2 separate regions of the Capsicum annuum genome follow, and region 2 is linked to region 1. Evidence: chromatin contacts called from public Hi-C data. All regions are on one chromosome and are shown on one strand. The core of a region is the stretch at or near the end of the contact, and the rest is flanking DNA. Distances in the headings are between cores, read along the strand shown.

Region 1 (6,685 bases), core at 4,046-6,545:
GCATTTTGAACGCATTTGAGGGGTATTTTTATAATTATTTTATCTCTTTTTCTCCTTCTTCCTCACCCTTTCTCCTTATAAGTTTCCACCATTTTTTTCTCACTTTTTTTTCTTCAATTACTATAATTTCCACCTTACCATCTCCATCATTCATTTTTTATTCTTCATTTTCTTCATCATTATATTTCTCTACATCTAATTCACCAAAAAGCTTCGATAAAAAGTTTTAATCTTTTTTTTCTCTCCACCATCCCTCAAACTTTTGATAAATTTTAATAATTTTTGATTGAATTATACTATTAATTTCATTTCTTTTCAATTTTGTGTCTCTCAATTTGATCTAATATACCACTTTTTCAACTGAGTTTTGCACAATTTAATTAAAGAATTCATTTTCCTAATTGAATTTTGCTCAATTTCAACTGGGTGCTTCTCAAATTTAATTGTAAATTTCATTTTCTCCACATATACATATACTGAGAGAAAGAGAGAACAAAATAATACACTCATACACAATGTAACATACACACGCAAAATAGAGGAGAGGAAAAAAATTGATGTAGATCTCGACCTCACTGGAAACAATCATCTTAATGACGACGACGACCATCTCCAGCGAAGTCGTTTCTATCATCACTAGGTGTCGAAAAAAAAACAGCCTAAAACAAGAACAAAATTGAATTTTCCCCCAAATTGATTAAAGAACTCATTTTTTTATACATGGATCATCACAAAAAGGATAAAGAAATTGTGTGTATGGGTGTGTTTGGTGAAGGTCCATCAATGGCGTTCTTTTCTGGGGATTTGGAATTTGAGGTTTTTCGGATTTAGGGGGTGTAGGTAAGTTAGAGAAGACAACGTTGGGGGTGGGGGTGTTGGGGTGGGGTATTTGGAGAAGACGATTTTGGGAGGGTGGGGTCATTTATTAATTAATTTTTTCTTTTTATATTTAAATATTATTTTAAGAAAAAATGACAAATGTCATCATATTACTGGTCACTTTACACTTTATCAGTGCGTGCAATACACGCACATTATATATTTTTGCAGATTTTGTAAAAAACGTCAAAGTAACTCATCGAAATATCAGTTAAGATGCTTAAAATGAACAACGTCCACTTTAAGTGTTAAAGTGAAAAATCGTGTCAAATTGAGGAACCTGTCGATGTGTTTGGCCACAAAAGAAGGTCAACAGACCTTCTATTCTATGGAACACACTTAACACGTAAGGCCTGAGACCATAAGATTTTAATATGCTATTATTCATGACTAAGGGCCATTTGCTTGCTGGTTAGGAGGTAATTATTCATTTATTAAATTTAACTTGGTAGACTTTTTTTTTTATTATGAGTAAAATTCAACACATCAAATATTAAATTTGATCAGCAATCCGTATATAATTAATAGATATGTAAGTTATGAAGAAATGATCTTTGTCTTATTTTATCAGAATAAAAGATGAAACAACTAATATATACATCACTAATGCTTATATTACTAACTTATACCTACAAAACTCTAATTAATTCAACCAAACAATCCTAAATATTTGTAATGAAACACAAAATCAATTAACTCATTGTTAGGTATCAAACGTTGAAGGTGGTGTTGTTTAAAAAATATGATATATATTTGAATTGCTCAAAATTGATTTTGTGAAGAATAAGTAAGGGTTTGGACATGCGATTTTATTTCGTAATTTAAAATTATGAGTAAAATTAATGTTTGGACATGTGATTTAATGTTGATTTCATATCATGAGATAAAATTTTAATTTCTTCAAAAAAAACTTGATTTGAAATTTCATATCATTGTTTGGGATTGTTTTCAAATACAAAATTAATCCACAAATTTATATTTTTTAAAAAACAAAATCTCACCATTTATTTCATATGTAAATAAATATTATAGTTCATATTAATATTACTCTTTAAATCATTTATATCTCATACAACAATTATTTTCACCGACATAAAATTTAGTACTACTTATTAGATCTTATTTTACCCTTTATTATTGAGAAAAGGCATCTTTTCCTCCAAACTTGTCGCCACAACTCACTTTAGCACTTAAACTTAACTTCCATTTATTTACTCCCCTTAACATCTTTAAAGTGAATTATTTTCACCCCTCAAAATTGAATACCACTCTCACGACGGAGAGTGCACTACACACGCGCTACATCATTGTCAAATCAGTCCCACATCAATGTCATGTCATTTTCCATGTAAGAATTTATTTTTTTTTAATAATCCCACACACTAACTTTTTATATATTTTATATATAGTATTTTTATATATATATTTAAAAGAGTATATTTTTTATAAAAAAATATATTTTATATAAATAAAATAGACCCCGCCCCCCTTCCTTCTTCTTCTTCACAACCCCCACCCCCTTCGTTCTTTCACAGCCCCCACCCCACCTCAATTCCTTCTACTTCTTCATTAGACAGCAGCCTCCATCCCCTTCCTCCTCCCCACCCTCCTCCTCCTTCTTCTTCTTCACATAAAAGCACCATTTTTTTCTATTTCTTTCTCCATTACCACAAGTTTTTTCAATGAATTTTTTTCTTCATCAAATGCAAAATTAACTTGAATTAGCTTGAGCAAATCCATCAATGAACTAAATATAAGTACATGGTCACAAAAATACATCAATACACAAAATCTCAAATCCAAATTCTTTCACATTAATCAAAACTCAAAATTTCAAAACTCCTAAATTTTCAATTTCTTACTCAAAAATGTCTACAGAAATGGCATAAACTGTCTGAAATTCAAAAATGGCATAGATGATATTCGCATGACATGAAATTCTTGGCCAAGAATCAAACTTATTCACCAATCTTGAACCCTTTTTGATTGTCGAAAAATAAAATTTTGGATTAATTAGGACTTGATAGGAAGAGAATTACAAAGAAACGGGGTGGGGGTATGAAAAAGATGAAGAAATGAAGTGTTGGGGGTGGGGTGGGGGTGGGCGTGGGGATGGGGAAGGGGAGTGATGAAGAAGATGAAAATGTCTTCTATGAATACATTTTTCTTTTAATGTTATATATATATATATATATATTTATAAATAGCAATAAAGTGGTCTTTTTAAAAAAAAAATTCACTCGCTCTTTTTTTTTGTCTCGTCAGTTATAGGAAGGAATTTAATTCATTTGAAAGTTGTTAAGGGGGTAAATAAACGGAAGTTAAGTTTAAGTACTAAAGTGAGTTGTGACGACAAGTTCAGGGGGAAAAAGATGTTTTTTCTCTTCATTATTTACCAAATTCAATATTTTGATCATATTCATTCACCAACTAAATTTATTACTACTTCATTTCAGATAAACGCTTACTAAAAAAATCATAATTAAATGAAAGCTCAACGTGAGAAGATTGTCTGAACTATGTGGGAGGATTATATTAAAAAGTGGTACACTACAACTCATGTTTAATTTTATGTTTTTGTTGAACTAAAGTCTCATCAATAAATGTTGTAGTGTGTTTTTATACTAGTTTTGTGATATTGTATTATACTTTTGTCATAAACTTTTACTTATTTGATAAGGTTATATAAAGATTGGAACACTTTTTATGGTTTTCACAACTTATGAGATTTTTATGTTTATGAGAAAACATACAACATAAAAGGTTCAACTTATATGTTGAAATAAAATTTCAATTTCATCTCATATTTTCAAATTATTACTATTTTATGTTATAATTTAAAATCATGATTTCATATTGTATAGCTAAACGCCCCTAAATATATTGCGGCCTCGCCGGGGGACACAGCTAACTAGGAGGGTGCGGTACAAGGTGTTCAATTGAATTTCTTTTTGTTAAAAAGAAATTACTTTACACATAGGACATAAATGGCTTATATAAAGTAAGAAGTACGTAAATCTCATTCACACAACGAAAGAATCCACCTACAAATCCTAGATGTGACATATATTTTTGTTGTCCTCTCATTTTAGTTTTTTAGTTTCCTCGATGGATTCTCACCTACTATAAATTAATAATTCCTGAAAAAATAAGTATACATGTAATGTTTTAGTTTTGTGAAGGCTACTTTATATCCAATTTTTTCTAGTATATCTATGACAAAGTGATTTAAAACAATTTTGTTATGTCGTGTGATTTGTAATTCTTGCGTATGTTTTTCAATTTTGGTAGGGTTACATGTTTGTGATGTGTATGGTGTACATTATTAATTCGACAAATCTGGTGGTTGAAACAAGGAAATATTTCATGACATTGGACTTCAGCAATTTCCAATAATTGTTGCCTAAAACTTTTTATTTGACATTATTATACTTATAGCACGTTTGATCAAATTTTTAAAATCAGTTTATTTTAAGAAGCGTTTTTTTTTCTTCTAAAAGTGCTTTTAATTTTTAATTTTTTTGTGAGGAGCAGTTCGTGCTTGACCAGTGAATTTAAAAAGTATTTTTGAGCAATAATTAGTATTTGATTATTGGTTTAGTATATTTGAAAATCGATAACTGATAAACAAAATCGATAATACATAAAATCGAATCAAACCGACCGATGCACATCCCTACATCAGAGCATGCAAGTCCATAAGTTCTAGTAATATAAAGGACATATGAGGAACAGTATTGTCATGCATTCAAACACCAGAATGATGGACATATGTTATGATTTGCATATTGAAAAACACTAATAATAATAATAGTAAAGAAAATAGGTAAAAATTTAAACGGAGTATTACGGCAAAAACACATATTTGTGACGGGATATTCATGATGGACACTTACTTTTCCGAATTTGTGACGAGATTATGATAGAGCTCAACCAATTTAAAACGATCTTATTCAGTTTTTGACGTTTGAATTTGTGATGGATTCTTCCGTCACATATATTGTTCTTTTTTTATTCTGTTTAATTAAGTGGATTGACATGCAAAACAATAGGAAAGATCTTCCTGACCATCTGAATGAAAAAAGAGGTAATGATCACTATCCAGCAACACAAATCCAACTGTCAAAGTACTTGTCTGTTTCAATTTATTTTTAACATTTTGATACTAAATTTTTAAAAGTAAATTCAAAACTAAAATATATTATAATATTTTAAATTTTTATAATCTTAAATATGTTATATAATTTAAAAATAATAAAAATATATGTATTTTTTTAAGTGGGCTAAAATGTACGAACAAGAGGGAGCGTCCAATTATACAATATGTTTCCGTTTTGAATTCATGTGGAGGTATAGTTGGTGGGTCCAAAATAACAGTAAATTGACAAAAGCAAAGTGCATGCATATAATTGCGTTTGCGTGTTAACTATTTAGGTAAAAAAAAAAAAGGCAGAGTATAAAAATTCCCGTGACTCTATTCAATTTACTTCTAGCTGACTCACTCACTTCCCGACAACCCGGGCTACCTTTTACTCCCTCCTTTAACTTTTTATCTGTCAGCGATTCTACGAATACAACACAATTTATTACTCCCTTGTTTAAAAAAAAAAAAAAATACTTCCTTTTTATTTTAGTTCTTTTTAAAAAGAATGATTTTTTTTGTAACTTTTTAATTTTAATTTTTCACGTGACATATTTAAGATCACAAGATTGAAGGGCGTTTTAATACATTTGACATATTTTTAATTTAAGACCACAAGATTCAAAAATCTTCTTTATTTTTTTAAATTTCGTGTCAAGTCAAAGTAGGTCATTCTTTTTTAAACTGTGGGAGTATTTCTTAATTTTATTTTATGTGTCATAATTTGATTAAATATAAAATTTAAGAAATAAAAAAAATTAGTAATTTTTATCAAACTATTCTTTATTTAAAAATATAATATTATTTTTTTTAATTAAGTGAGACCAATAAGGATAAAAGTGAAATTGTGTTTTTAAATAGTGAAAGGTGACATTTATTTTGGGATGAACAAAAAAAAGAAAATTGTGACACATAAAATGAAACGGAGGAAGTAATTTTTCTTTCTCAAATTATTTTTAAGATCTAATACTAAATCCTAATTAATACATTATGGTAAAATCATTGCAATTTTTATTTCTCAGGAGGTGTACAACATCCAAAGGTAAACAAGCAAAAATGAACAGATATTTTAGGACGGTTTCTTGCAAGTCTTTTTATTTCTACATTTCTTTTAGATGTTTAAAGCATATTACTTATCTCGATTTTAATTTATTTGTCTTGGTGTAATCAGATATTTAAACATGACAAGCGAAATATTAAAATTACTGAATTTTCAAATTAAAAAGAAGTATTTTTTTGAAACAAATTAAACTGAAAGTAAGATAAATAAATTAAAATGGAGGAAATATATTTTTTGTTGGATTGAATAATGAAGTTGTGACTATTGGTGTCAGCTAACCTAATCTGTCAAGCTCATCAGGTCAATTTACAAATTCATGATAACTAACTCCATAACGATCTAATAATTTCCAAGGGGAAACTTCCTCCAACGATTTGGCACGTAGTTGGATTTGGAGGAAACGATGAGAACAAAAGGAAAGCGAGAACATATATATCTTCACTTGTTCAATTCTTTGGCTTGTGGTGAGACATAGAAAAGAAATTTAAAATAACATTTCTATTGAATCGTACAAAAATCTCTTATCATAGCATAAAGAGATAATAAGGAACATGATCTCTGTTAGTGTAGCTTATTAAGGATACCATCATAAATAGAAAGATATA
Region 2 (6,458 bases), core at 1,383-3,882, 71 kb before region 1:
CCAAGTTTTTTAATTATTTTAATTAAATTCTGTCGTATTTATAAGTTAACATTATTAATGTTATCATACAACAATTTTCAGTGTTAAATATTTATTATATCACTTTTAATGTTAGAATTTTTTTTTTCATAATAAATGAGTGAATTAATATAAATTTAATTGAAAAAAAACTTAATGAAAAAGAATTGAGAAAAAAAATGATGAAGTTAATTCAACATAAGATAAAACTTATTAAGCTATATAAGGTGAAGGGTATTTTTGTAAACAAACTATCTATTCTTAAAAATAAAATACAATGCACATTATTTTTAGTACCACAAACCAAACAATCACTAAAAAAATAATAGGAGTACCAGAATAATTAATCTCAGGACAAGTAATCCCGGTATAACTAATCCCAGTATAACTTGTTTCCCAACCAAATGACCCCTTAAGATAAAATCAAAGTTGAGTGACTTTTTTTAAGATAAAAATTGATAGTTGAATAAATATTTGAGTTATTAACTCCACATGTTAACATCTTATATATGGTATAGCAACCTCTTGGAATCACTGAATAGAATTTTCAACAACTCCAAACAAGTGATTGAGTTTTAATGTTTCGATGAAATACAATTGTTGTCAACACGAACTAAAGGCTAGCTAAAGAAAATATGTTAATTTAAGAAGATACGCTCAAAAAAATAGTAGAACTTTTAACTTGGGCTTCAATTTCTTAAAAAGGAAAATAAGAAGAAAGAAATGAGGTCCTGAATAATTTGTCCCTATGGTAAGTATATATTTTCTTATAGATTCCCCCTGATATATGTATCCTCATTCACAATATACACGGCCTAACTAAGCTTCATTATAAGCAATCAGAAGTGGCTTTCTTCAGTCACTTAAGGGCACCAATCTTTGTGCATATATTCCCTATCAATCACCTTTCTTTTTCTTCCAAAAAGATGATTTAGTGATCGAACTGTTATGCCTGAAAAGCACAGGCATCAACATATACCTAATAATAAAACCAAGACTCAAAAGAATTTAATTTGTATGTGCTAAAAAGCATATATAAATTATTGATACTGCATGTTGGCATGCCTTAAAGGATGAATGTTTGGTTAGATAACACATAATAATCTACAAAGAAAGAATTAAATAAGAATACTGTTCACTTAGAAATAAAGCGTACAAGATTAGACATGACTTGGTCGAAGTTTATTAAAAAGAGCAGTTGAGTTAGAAATTAGAAAAGGGTACTTAGGAGTTATGAATAACCCTAAGAATTTTTATTTTCTTTTTAAGTTCTCTAAGTGGAAATTTGAAGTACTCCTCAAACTAGTCTTTCAAATTTCAAATCTAAAGTAGAAATAATGGAGCAAATTGTAAAACAAGGTCTCATTCAAAATAATCTAAAATAACATTTCAAAAGCCTGACATCAAATTCTATGGCCAAACTGTTATACTAGCTAATAGTTTAGAAATGTAATAAGTTCTATATAGGTATAATCACACAAATAATAGTGTATTACTAAGCTACAGAAAATAAGTTAAATACCTCATCAAGCATTGAAACTAAGTTGGACTTGTTCCTCCTGTGTTCACTTCCATCGTCATCAGATGCATCAGGTGAAAGATCCATCACTACAACATCATCAACTTCTACAAATTTCTCAACATAAGTACCCTTATTATTATTACCCACATCACAAATTTGTTCCATCAACTGTTCTGCAGGCTTCAAGAATCTTGATCCCTTGAGAATTGAAGCATACCCAGTAAAAGGTCCAAGAATAGTACTACTATTACTCTTTGATGACAACTCATTATTACAATAGGCCGCGGCTGCCGCGGCCACAAATAATGATGAGTCGTATCTTTGTAAATTCAGCTCAAGCGGAACAGTACTATTACTAGTACTTGTCCTAATTAGTTGGTTCTGATGATGAGGCTGATATGATAAAGATAAAGACAAACCTTGACCCGTACTAACATAATTATTACTAGAATTATTATTATTGTTGTTGTTGTGAGTAGTAGTAATATTTGGCTCATGAGCTGCTGATGATATTTGTTCTTGTTTATATACGACGTCAAAAGTCGATTGCTGGGTGTTATAGAGAAAAGCGGGGGTGTTATCAATTTCTTGAAAAGAAGAGGATATTTGTGGATCCATAAAATGAAGGGATTTTTGTTTATTATGTGATAGAAGAAGCAAATCTGAAGGGTTTAGGAGTGATTGATCATTGTAAAAAGAAGGGAAAACAGTGCAATCGGATACTCCACCACGAAGCCTATCTCTACGACTTTGTTGTGGCACATGGTATGCTTCAAATCCTTCTGCAGCCATTGAACACTGTAGGGAAAGAGGGGAAGAAGCTAGCACTGTAGTACTGTATTTTTTGATGGATTGAGAAAGAGAGAGAAGGAGGAAGGAACAGTGGAAGAAATGTGAGGGGGTGTGATGGGATATTGATGATATGAAAGGCTATTATTATTATAACTATCTAGCTAGCTAGGTAGCTCATCATATCTTTCACTTCTTAGCTGCAAGAGAGGACTTGCTGTTAATTCAGTCAGGGGTCGTTTGGTTTGATTATAATAGAAAGAAACACCTACTCAATACTACTATTCTTCAAAGAAACCTTTTGATTTGACAAATATTTATTTTTTATTATAAATAGAAAGATTTTGAAATTTGTTGTGTTAAATCAAACCTGATATATATGCGACTAAAAATATTTATGAAAATTTATTTTAATTATGGAATTATAATTTTTTTATTAGAAAAAACTAAAGTAGATGTACCATTAAATTGAGGCACATTTTCCATTACCGCACGAGGAAATGAAATCTCTCTCATTATACATGTATAACATTTTACTCCTTATCTTTTAATTCTTCGCTCCCTCCATTTAAAAAAGAATGATCTACTTTTCATTTTAATCCACTTAAAAAATAATGATTTCTTTTCTTTTTTAACAAAATTTTAATTTCAACTTTCCACATGACATGTCTAGGACCACAAGATTAAAGGATATTTTGTTACATTTGACATAACTTTAATTTAAGGCTACAAGATTTAAAAGTTTTATTTATTTTCTTAAACTTTTTATAAGTTAAAATAGATCATTCTTTTTTAAATGGAAGGAGTATTATAAGAATGTGTCATTTCTTAAGAAATAATTCGGTGAAAAAGTATGAATGCTAAGATTCTTAACTGTATGCTTTTTTTACGGGCCAAATCCATCGTCAGCCCCCTAAACTTGACACGATCTTTCACTTTGACACCTTAACTAGACCATATTCATTTTTAACACCTCAACCAACTATTAAGTGTGTCATTTTGACACTTTTTGTACAATCAACTGATTTTGCAAAGTATCTGTAAAACACATTTTTGCAGGCATGTGACATTCTTATTTAAAATAATAATTTTAAATAAATTATAATTTAAAAAATTAATTTTTAAATAATTAACTTTAATTTTAAATAAAAGATTAATAAATAAATGACCCCTCCCCCAAACATCATCTTCTCCAAGTACCCCACCCCACCCACCAAGATTGCTGTCACCCCACCACCACCCCAAGATTGCTGCAGCAACCCCCCTCCCCCACCCTCCCCACAAACTAACGCTGCAGCAACGCAGCCTCACCCCACCCTTCCCCTCCTCCCTCCCCGATCATTTTCTCCAATTTTCATCTCTAAAAATTATCTTCAAAATTTCTTTAAATTTCTCAATAACAGTGGTGACAAGTGATTGCAATAGCAAAATCGGAATTCACAGAAAAAGTCTCTTCTTCTTTTCTAGCAAGAAATTATATAGAAGATGCAGAAATTATTTACATTGAGGTCCTTAATTAGTTCTGCAATAGCCAAAAAATTCAAATCCCAACAATATCGACGAGCTGCTTTTTCATTTCATATATTTGTTTTCTTTTTGTATATGTTCATTTTTGTTTGCATATTTTTACAGTTTAAAGAAAGTGTAGCAAAGTTAATGGTGGGAAAAAAATAGGTGCAAAATGGTTGGAGTAATTGAGAAGAAGAAGAAGAGGAAAAGAAAGTTAAAAATCAATTAAATCTCATCATTCACGCGCCTATGGAGAGTGTAATGCACTCTCTTTACCATGTCAGCGAAAGGTGTCAAAATGACACACTTATAGCTACTTAAGGTGATAAAAATAAACATGATCTAGTTGAGGTGTCAAAGTGAAAGATCGTGTCAAATTTAGGGGCCACCGATGGGTTTGGTCTTTTTAATGTTACATTACCAATGTATACACCAATATTTTTTATTGGTTGAAGTAGTGGCAATGTTGCATATAGAAGCAACCCTTTGCCTCCATGTTAAGTACATTAGAAAATAACAAAAGTTTGAGTATACATTTCTTATTAATTCTGCTCTGTTAATTTAGCTTAGAACACGTTATCCGTATCAGACTCTACTATCTCAAAATTTGAAGGCTAAGGTATTTTTTTTCTTTTAATATGTCTATTTCGTAAATACAAAATTTGAGTTCGTTGCTCTTTAAAATTCGGGCAAGAACTACCTTTCATAAGTATTGGATGCTAAAATCCATTAGGATGCTATAGACTTGGAGATACCACTATTAAAAATGAAAATAAAGCATCAAATCAAGATCCTGCCAAGGCTATAATATTCTTGTGTCATCATATTCACGAAATTTTAAAAATTGAATATCTTACTGTTAAGGATCCACTTATTTTATGAAATGGTCATGGCCTAAAAGAAAGGTTTGACCACCTAAAGGTAGTCATACATCCAAAAACGCAATATAATTAGACGCATCTGAGCTTTCAAACTATAAGTTTGTTCATGAGTACAACTCTGTTATGTTCAAAAAAAATTTCTCAGTTGAAACTATGTGGAAGAACTATTAATGATGTAGGTATAATAGAAAAGATACTCTCCACCTTTCATGCCTCGAATGTGCTCGTGCAACAACAATATCGAGAGAAAGGTTTCAAGAAGTATTCTGAACTAAGTTCTCATCTTCTTGTGGCTGGACAAAATAGTGATTTGCTAATGAAAAGTCACAAATTTCGACCTACTAGATCTACATTAGTTCCTGAAGTAAAAATAGGTATATGTCTACCATGCTAAGTGCAAGAAAGATCGTAAATTTGATCGTGGAACTGATCATGGTCGTAATTATGATCAAGCAAAAAATCATGTTCATGGTGTTAATTATTCATCAAAAAAATGACACCCTCAAAAGGAACAAGGAAAGGATGAGAAATGTGAAGCAGTTAGAGCATGTGTTTGTCTTTAATGTGGTGCAAAAGGATATTATGCATGTGATTGTCGCACTCTCAAACACTTGATTGTGCTTTATCAAGCATCACTAAAGAAGAAAGAAAAAAAATTTGAAGCTAATTTTATCTCTGAAACTTATGTTGACGTTGCATATTTGGATATAGCAGATTTTTTCAAACACCTTGAGGCAAAGATAGATCACCTAATTGGTGATGATTTTGTGGCTCCGAACGGGTGAATAACTTTTAATAATTGTAAGTAACAATGGTTAATGAATAAATGTTCATGTACAAGTAGTTATTCTAATCTTCTAACTAGTACTTTTATTTTAGTCATATTAGCACAAGTCTATTAGTAAATTTAGTTTTGATTTGATTTTATCACATTTTAATATTGTAATTTACTATCTACTTATGAAAAAAATTACTCATTGAATTATATTATTCAATGAGACCAGTTCCTGCATCAGTTTGTCGATATCCAACATACCACATAGGAAAAAAGAACGTGGTCTACAAGCGTAACCCAGTGACTTCTAAACTTTGTTATTTCCTTCTTTGTATTAATTCTAATATTATCTCCTGTATCTTGACTTGTGTTTAATTTGTTGGGATTATGTATTGTCGTATAGTGGTGACTAGCCACGCTTTTAATATTGGTTTTGTTGTCCTTAGTGCTAGGCTATTAGTGTGCTCTATATTTTTTGTAGTTAGTTTTGTTTCTATCCTAATTTAATTTTTTTTTTTATCATTATTTGTTTCCTACTGTTAGTTTTATTTCCATCTTTGTTTGTGTTTCTTGAGGAGTGGCTTTAGGCGTTGATGACAAAGTAGGGTAATGTTCGAGGGGGTTGAGGCTGGGGACAGTTGTTGGTATGTGGAAGAAGGGAGGGTTGGTGGGAGGTGAGGAAAAAGGGGCGGACTAGTTCGGGACTGGGGGCAAAGTATGGTGTTAGGTAGGAATTGGGGTATGGAGTGGGGGTGGTAGAGGTAGACGTGTTGCAAGTATAGATAGGGTGAGGGTGGAGTCTTGGAATATAGAGACCCTTCAGGGTAAATCCATAGAGCTTGTAAAGATTCTTAAAAAGAGGAGGATTAATATTGTGTGTGTTCAGGAGACCAAGTGGGTAGGATCTAAGGCTAGGGATGTAGATGGTTACAAGATTTGGGACTTGGGGAGTGATAAACGTAGG

What was found. Hi-C and Micro-C count contacts between places; a contact is called where the count stands out from the background.
Region 2: a contact with region 1 is called in a Hi-C map of leaf, with 2.1 times the contacts expected there. The contact joins the promoter of LOC107846013 here to the enhancer-like site in region 1. A contact is called at or near these places in 3 of 5 Hi-C or Micro-C datasets (bud and leaf).

Annotation. Positions count from the first base shown.
Region 1 is chr10:162,053,356-162,060,040 of UCD10Xv1.1, reverse strand. No RefSeq gene overlaps it. Among protein-coding and RNA genes, the nearest start is that of LOC107846014, 51 kb to the right of the region's middle. Within about 2 kb of position 5,295, at least 3 of the 5 cell types and tissues checked have an H3K27ac peak or open chromatin away from gene starts, as enhancers often do. A contact at or near this core is called in leaf, where this site is marked.
Region 2 is chr10:162,121,827-162,128,284 of UCD10Xv1.1, reverse strand. It overlaps LOC107846013 (BEL1-like homeodomain protein 9), which reads right to left and starts at 2,632. Exons shown (of 4, transcript XM_016690540.2): 1 at 1,541-2,632. The coding sequence starts at 2,332. It overlaps LOC124887826, which reads left to right and starts at 6,104. Exons shown (of 2, transcript XM_047397742.1): 1 at 6,104-6,168. The coding sequence starts at 6,104.